Linked DNA regions of Danio rerio: region 1 is linked to region 2. Evidence: chromatin contacts called from public HiCAR-type data. All regions are on one chromosome and are shown on one strand. Each heading gives the region's core, a stretch centred on a gene start, on an enhancer-like site or on the middle of the called end of the contact. The rest is flanking DNA. Distances are from core to core; before and after follow the strand shown.

Region 1 (3,799 bases), core at 795-3,294, 110 kb after region 2:
AGTTTATTTGTGAATATGGGCTACCTTAATTACTTGTTAGTATATGATTGTTTGTTAATTAATGTATTAATTACCACATTATTTTATGCTCAATTTAACCATCATGAACTCATAAGTTTACTTGGAGGGGCACATCATCATAAACTCATTCTTAACTACTTATTAACTCCTTATGCACCTTTTTAGTGCGTTTACATCCAAATAATAGAAAAGTGTTCTGTCAACATCAACATGAACAGTTTAAACACAGGAGTTCATGATTAGTTAAAAATGAGTTTATGGTGATGTGCCCCTCCAAGTAAAGTCATGAAGTAATTATACATTAACAGCTCATGAGTTCACATTGGTTATATTTAGCATTAACTTAAATGTTCATTAATACATTAATTAACAACCATATACTAACAAGTAATTAAGGTAGACGTTATTCACACATGAACTCTTGTGACTCATTTTGTATGAACACTTGTTACAACTCATTAAATTTAGTTTATGATTAGCGCATGCTTTAACTCATCATTAATTCATCATGTAATCTTTAGTTTACATATTAATACATCTTTAATAATGTACTGCTTTTGTAAAGTGTTACCAATTTGTTGATTCTTTGTGATCTGACTGATTAACAACTCACTGATTTAGTAATGACAAACAGATGAACTGAATTTAAAATAGGTAAAGAACTGAGAACAATGTGGTGTTTTTTTTTTACTCAGAGCATTAAAAAAGATCCTAAAAGCTTTAATGTGATAATTCCACATAATTCATAATGTCATACTACTAGGCTCTGACCTTATGACTTTTAAATCATAAATGTATGCTTTTATGTCATTATTTTGACTTAATTAGCATTAAATAATATTTTTGAAAGCATTTTTTTCTTAACGTTAAGATTAAATGTATAAAGAATGCTTTTCTGTGAATATTTCAGCATGACATCTGTATTTTAATTCAAGTATATGATTTCTTGTGTTTATTTGTTATTGTATGATATCTTTGTAATAATAATTTACAAGTAATACAATTTTTTCAAAAAAAATTTATAGGGGTGTTAGCCTTTAATTGATAGAACGGTGTAAAGAATTGACAGAAAAGGGTTGTTGCTAGATCGGAAATGGTTGCGGCCGGAAGTTAACAAGAATTATTTATATTATTTATTAAATTTCCCATTTAATATAGTGGTTGTATTGAGTATTATTTATGCTATCTATTAAATTACCCAGTAAAATGTATTTTTTAACGTCTACTCTCACCTTAACCCTAAACCATCACAGTACTGTAAAAATATAAATTATTGTTATACAGTGTCATAAAAAAATGCTGTCATATTGATGTGCTTATCACACTTCTGGCTGGCCGTGTATCCGATCTAGACTCTAGCTCAGCATAGGACCTTGAGCCAGGAATCGAACTTGGGTCGATGAAGCACCTTGGTGCTTTATGTCGGCACACTTTACCACTAGGAAATTGGAGCCAATGTAATACTGTTTTTAAAAATACTATAAATATTTTTCATTTTAATTATATCTTTCATAATTTTGTTTTATTTATGTTTTATTAATTTATTATTTATATTATTGTATTATTTATTCATTATGCGTATTATTATATTCATTTTTTTCATTTGTAGTTTCTTTGTTAGTTTATACAAATAAAAAGAGGGGAAATTATGTTTATTTTTATATTTGATGTCAGTTACCTTTCATTTTTGGTTAGAAAAGTACTATAATAACAACCCTGTCATCTCTTACTTTTATTACCAGAAACAAAGACACTTTCACTGCCATAAATTAAGATGACAAGTAATACAGAACAAAAACAAAAGCAGCTAAAACAAACAGAACAAATCCGGTTTGACCACAAGAATGAGTTCATTCAAAATGACAAGTAAAGACAGTTATTGAGCATCAAACTGTGCAGGGGAGTGAATGAAAGCAGGAAATTTTTAGATAACACTGGCATAACCTGCATGCCAGAGTCATGCCATCATCTGCCACAACACACAGCCAATAACATCTCTCTCTTGTTTTTTGTTTTCCAAAGAATGGGACAAATCCAGGGTAAGGAGGGGGAGCTGGGCCAGGACAACAGCTCCTTGGGACCAAAGGAAAACGGACCAAGCCCAGACCCTGGGGGGGCAACGGAGGAAGGAAATCAAGCTATTGAGACTCACAGTGCCAGGACAGATGAGGAGAAAGCAAGGTTGGACGAAAGCCCAGGCAGGGAGTCACCATTACCTCCACCAGCAGAGCACGGTTTGGATCCTCATGATAAGGTGTGCACTCCCACGGATGGGGAGGGAGGAGATGGAGAAAGAAAAGAGGGAGGAAGAAAGAATAGAGAGGAAGGCAGGGCTGAACCTCTGGCTCTACAGCAGCTGAATGGAATCACACAGTCTGACACATGCAAGCAAAGCACATGGGAGTCTGGTGAACCTGATCACGAGAGAAAAGACTGGCTGGAAGAGCATACAGGACTGGTGTGTGACGCTCTTGGTGGAACTGAAAGCCCTGAGAAAGCAGCAAACCAGACTCAAAACTGTGCTTCATATGTAAAGGACGAAATGGAGGCTGTTTGCGGAGATCATGACAAGCTGAAGTGCCAAGATGGGGAAGAAAACATTGATTTTGAAGCTGTCTGTGATGTTAATCTAACAAACACACCTCCGAGCTTGGAGATTTTAAAAGGAAAGGAGATTTTAAAACCATGTTGCGAAGATGCCAACTTCACGGTTCAAGACCATGCTTTAGTCAATGATGAAAATGAGAAGAGTGAGTCACAAAACAAGAGGTCATTTAACAACCCCAGCGCGTCGGACCCTGTGATGAACTCAGAAATGGAGACATCAAAGGAGGCAGTTCATCAAGTTAAGGAAGGAATGGAGAAGGTCGTAACCGAAACACCAAATTCTGAGCGTTCCTCCCCAAAGAGCGTTGAAACTTCAGGGCAATCGGTGACGGGTGAAAACCATCCAACAGATGAAGTCATAGAGACCAGATTTAATAGTTCAGGTGCGAATTTACAAAGTAAATCTGCGAGTCTGAGACGAGAGCAGAGCCCAGAGGATCTTAAACCCTTGGAAGTGGCATCCAAGTCACCACAGGGTCACGCTGAGAGCCATCGACAAATATCTCCAGGCGAATTCACACAGGACGTGCTTCACACAGAAAGGCAATTTAATGTGTCAGACTTGGAAAGCACTTGTACAAAGGAACCTTCACTTGAGAGATCACCCGCTGGAGGTCATGAAAATAAAGATGGCATACGAGAAACTGGAGAAAGAGAGAATCTGGAATCTGCTTCAAAGGGTCTGTATGGTTCCCATGCAAAGGAATCCGAGATAAAAGATCTTTCTCTGCGTGGAACAGAAACGAAAGAGGGTTGTTTTGTACAGGGTGAAAGCAAACCTCTTCTACAAAGCTATGAAGATGAGAAATGTACTGCATTCTCTGAAGACATTACCGATTCGTTAACCTCTTGTAAGTCTTATGTTCAAGTTATGCAAAACAATGAGAAAAAAGATTCCCCTCTTTCAGCAAAGGCCAAAGTACACACAGAGAAAAGTTTAGATGTGTGTTTGGCTGAAAGGAGTCCACAAGCATTGATGCAAAACTCTCAGGAGATGATGGAAGAGGCAGACCCAGAACTCACCTCTTCTTTCCAGAGTACAGTAATTGATGTAGATGAAGCTACTAGAAAGCAGATATTAGTGGGAGATGCTAGAGCTAACTCAGATGACATGACACCATCAGAGAGAGACAAGGTCAACAAGTCTGTTGGAAATACATTGAGCTTAAAA
Region 2 (3,787 bases), core at 1,021-3,520:
AACATGCAAACGACACACTGAAATACCAACTGATCCAGGTCAGTGACTGTACTAACCACCCTATATTATATTATATTATATTATATTATATTATATTATATTATATTATATTATATTATATTATATTATATTATATTATATTATATTATTCAGTCATTTTCTTTTCTGCTTAGTTCCTTCATTAATCCGGGGTCGCCACAGCGGAATGAACTGCCAACTTATCCAGCACGTTTTGACGCAGCGGATGCCCTTCCAGCCGCAACCCATCTCTGGGAAATATATTATATTATATTATATTATATTATATTATATTATATTATATTATATTATATTATATTATATTATATTACATTATATTATATTATATTATATTATATATCCACAACACCTTATTGCAACTGAAATGACTTTTTTACTAATTACAAATTTGGATTTTGTGAAAATATATTGAATGAAGTGGCGGACTTAATGATTTGGGGGCCCTAAGCAATTCCAGGTATGGGGCCCAGGCATTGAAACTCGATACATTCTTTTTCTCTATAGATAGATATATATTTTTTCTGTAGATATTTTTTTATATCAATATAAACTGCATGTTAAAAATGAATTTTAAGTGGAACTTTTTCATCTCACCCGTCTTTCAGATGAGACGTTAAACCGAGGTCCTAACTCTCTGTGGTCATTAAAAATCCCATGGCACTTCTCATAAAAGAGTAGGGGTGTAACCCTGATGTCCTTACGATCATGGCCTCCCAATCATCCCCATCCACCAAATTGGCTCTATCCCTGTCTCTCCACTTCCCCAATAGCTGGTGTGTGGTGAGCGTCCTGTGTCCTGTGGCAGCTGTCACATCATCCAAGAGGATGCTGCACCCTGGTGGTGGTGTGGAAAGTTCCCCCTCATGATTTTGAAGCACTTTGGGTGAATGGCCATATACAAGAAATGCTCTATATAAAACACTTAAAAAAACTTTTATCTTCTTAATGTAAAATTAAATACAATAAAATCACACAAAAGAGAAAAACAAGTTCACAAACTAACCATATGTACAGTTATTCAGCCATATTTGTGATTAGATTTTAAGATTTGTATCATGTGCAGTATTTAAGGAATGTTCCACTATTCACGAGGGCCCCTGGTTTTGAAAAGAAGTTATGACATCAAAACATTAATGGTTATAGACAGATTTGACAAAATTTTTCATGAGTTATATAATTAATTTTAATTTTTGGCATTGGTCAGGCCCCCATAATTTCCCAGGGGTCTAAGCAGTTGCTTACCTTGCTTATTGGTCCACCTTATAAGTCCACCCCTAATTGAATGTATAACCTACTACAGTCATACAAGCCCTAGAACCCTAATTCCTATATGGAATAACTGACTTTCCGTCACAAAAACTAATTATTATTTATTTATTCTGACCGTTTGTCATATTCTAAAAAATAACTGCTCTAATAACAATTATTTTTATGTGAAATATGGAAGAAATGTTATCAGACCGTTGTAAAATAACCCAAATAACAAACACACTTAAGTAAATCCACTAAATACAGAGAAAGTAAAAGGTGGTCTGTTTCCATAACTATATCTTATGGTTTCAAATTCCTGGAGGGCAGCAGCTCTGCTCCAACCAGCTCCAACTCACACCTGCTTAATATGTAGTCTCTAGTAATCTTGAACATCTTTAGTTGGATCAGCTGTTTGATTAGGATTGAAATCGATTTTGAGTTAATGGTTACACACAGTGACAGCAGTGGCCTGAATTATTACATCGCTCCGCCAGTAGGTGTTGTCAAATATGTATTTTTGTGCAATTATGAATCACTTCAGTCATCGACTCACCAATTGAACTGATTCACTACTCGACTGAATCGATTACCACCGCAACACACTCCTTTAAAAACATCTTCAAATAAGTTATTTTAACTTTAAACTAATGTTGTCAACTGCAGTGTATAGCTTTTTAAAAAAGCCTAAGATTGATACTTTCCACACAGGAGAAGTTCTCCATGTTTAATCAAATATTCAACGTGATTCAAAACACTACTGACTCGCTCAGTAAAAGGCGTGTTCCTTCAGTAATCTCAACCAATGATATTCATCCTCCACATCCAACACTCGAAGGCTATTGGCTCCTGCTAGAATCAATCATCACGACAGAACGCAAGCCACTCACTTTGAACAGCGACAAGCAAAGAAAGACGTTCACATCAAAAGATTCATTCAAAACACCGATTCGTACGAACACACCGCTAATGAACAACTGTGGGCATCAGTAGCGGTGCGAGTTTGAGCCCCATGCGGTAGTAAGTGAGTGAGAAGCACCAAAACAACATCCAGCTCATGTCAAAACGGAATCAACGATACAAACGAGCCGCTCAGCCATGGCATTTTAACAACAGCGAGCGCGTGGAGTCGCAGCGCAGTCCCCGAAGATCTGCCGGGGGAAATCCGCTAGCCGGTTTAGCTTGTGACAGATAGACTGGCCGTTGTGCTGGGAGGTTTCCATCCATGGCTCTGGTCACTCTGCAGCGCTCGCCCACTCCCAGCGCCGCGTCCACTTCCAGCACCGCCACCACCAACGCGGGGGAGGTAAGCGGAAACGAGCACGAGGTGTGGGAACTATGTATTCCTCAATAAAAACATAACGGGACGCTTATATATTTCACTCACGTAGGCCCGATGCTAATACAGCTCAGGAGGTAGAGCTAAACAGCGGGATGCCATCAGGATAGATGTGGGATTGAACGCTGTGTCATCGTGTTTATCTGCTCAAATCACACTTGGGCATTTTCTGCACTACTTGATGTTATTGACCTCAGTTTTACTTGATCATTCACATTCATCTTTTGGGAAGGTGTTTAATCAGTGCTGTAGAGTAGACAACTTACAGGCAGTGTTTATGGTTGTGGTTGGATGGAGCTCGATGCTCTTGTTGTGTTGGATGCTGATCAAGTCTTTCATCAATAGAAAGTGTTTGGCAGTGATGTTAGCTGTTTATTGCTAGATGTTTAGATGTTTATTGAGCTAATGGCTTGTTTATAGGCTGTCCTGCAATTTGTTGTGTAGATAATATATATGACTTTACATAAACTACCCACCGCTTTAGGAGTTGTCAGTGATAACAGGAGAAATTAACGACGTCTTCGGACTTCAGATGTCAACTGTCTATAATTTTACTTTATTTGATGCTGGTCACTGCTGTGTTGACATCACGTGATCAGTCGTGTAATTGACTTGAGTCATTGTGCAAGGTGCATTGCAAAGCAAAAACACATTAAAAAGTTGTCTAAATCTACTGGTGTTTTTATTTTTGGGCAGTGTGGTGGATTGTCTTTATTTAATACCCTCATTAAATAAAGAAACCAGAATCCTCTCTTGGTTATATTTCTTAGCTAGAGTTTTGTTTAGGGCTATCTTTTGGAATGTTGTTCAAGGAACAAATTAGATTAATATCTTACCACACAAGCTAACTTGATGGGTTCTGCAAATTAAGCCAATGTAGTACTCCAGTAATGAAAATTAATAAAATATAGTTAAAAGAAGAATAAAAACAAATACGAGAATAAAACAAAATCCTTTACTTCATCATCCGCTGAGAATAAAGGGCCTAAGACATTTACTACAGAGAAGTCAAGTTTTATCACTTCATTTTTTTGCTGGGTTCCAGGACATTTCGGGCTTTCAAGAAATGAGCGAGCTGACGCAGCTACTAAGGATGCTTTGAAGCAAGTGGTGAACAAAGGCCAAACTCCTCCATCAATGATGAGACCTATTATTAATGGG

The links. HiCAR-type assays count read pairs that join an accessible place to other places.
Region 1: a HiCAR-type map of caudal fin shows a contact between it and region 2, with 4 times the contacts expected there. The contact joins the promoter of si:ch211-108c6.2 here to the promoter of ssh1a in region 2. A contact is called at or near these places in 2 of 4 datasets of contacts at active chromatin or transcription factors (caudal fin and embryo).

The regions. Positions count from the first base shown.
Region 1 is chr5:21,041,413-21,045,211 of GRCz12tu, forward strand. si:ch211-108c6.2 reads left to right here and starts at 2,045. Exons shown (of 1, transcript NM_001030130.1): 1 at 2,045-3,799. The coding sequence starts at 2,045. The region is part of intron 1 of LOC141385793 (a long non-coding RNA gene); the gene reads right to left.
Region 2 is chr5:20,933,734-20,937,520 of GRCz12tu, forward strand. It overlaps ssh1a (slingshot protein phosphatase 1a), which reads left to right and starts at 2,271. Exons shown (of 16, transcript XM_005165198.6): 1 at 2,271-2,593. The coding sequence starts at 2,513. It also overlaps a transcript of dao.3 not described here.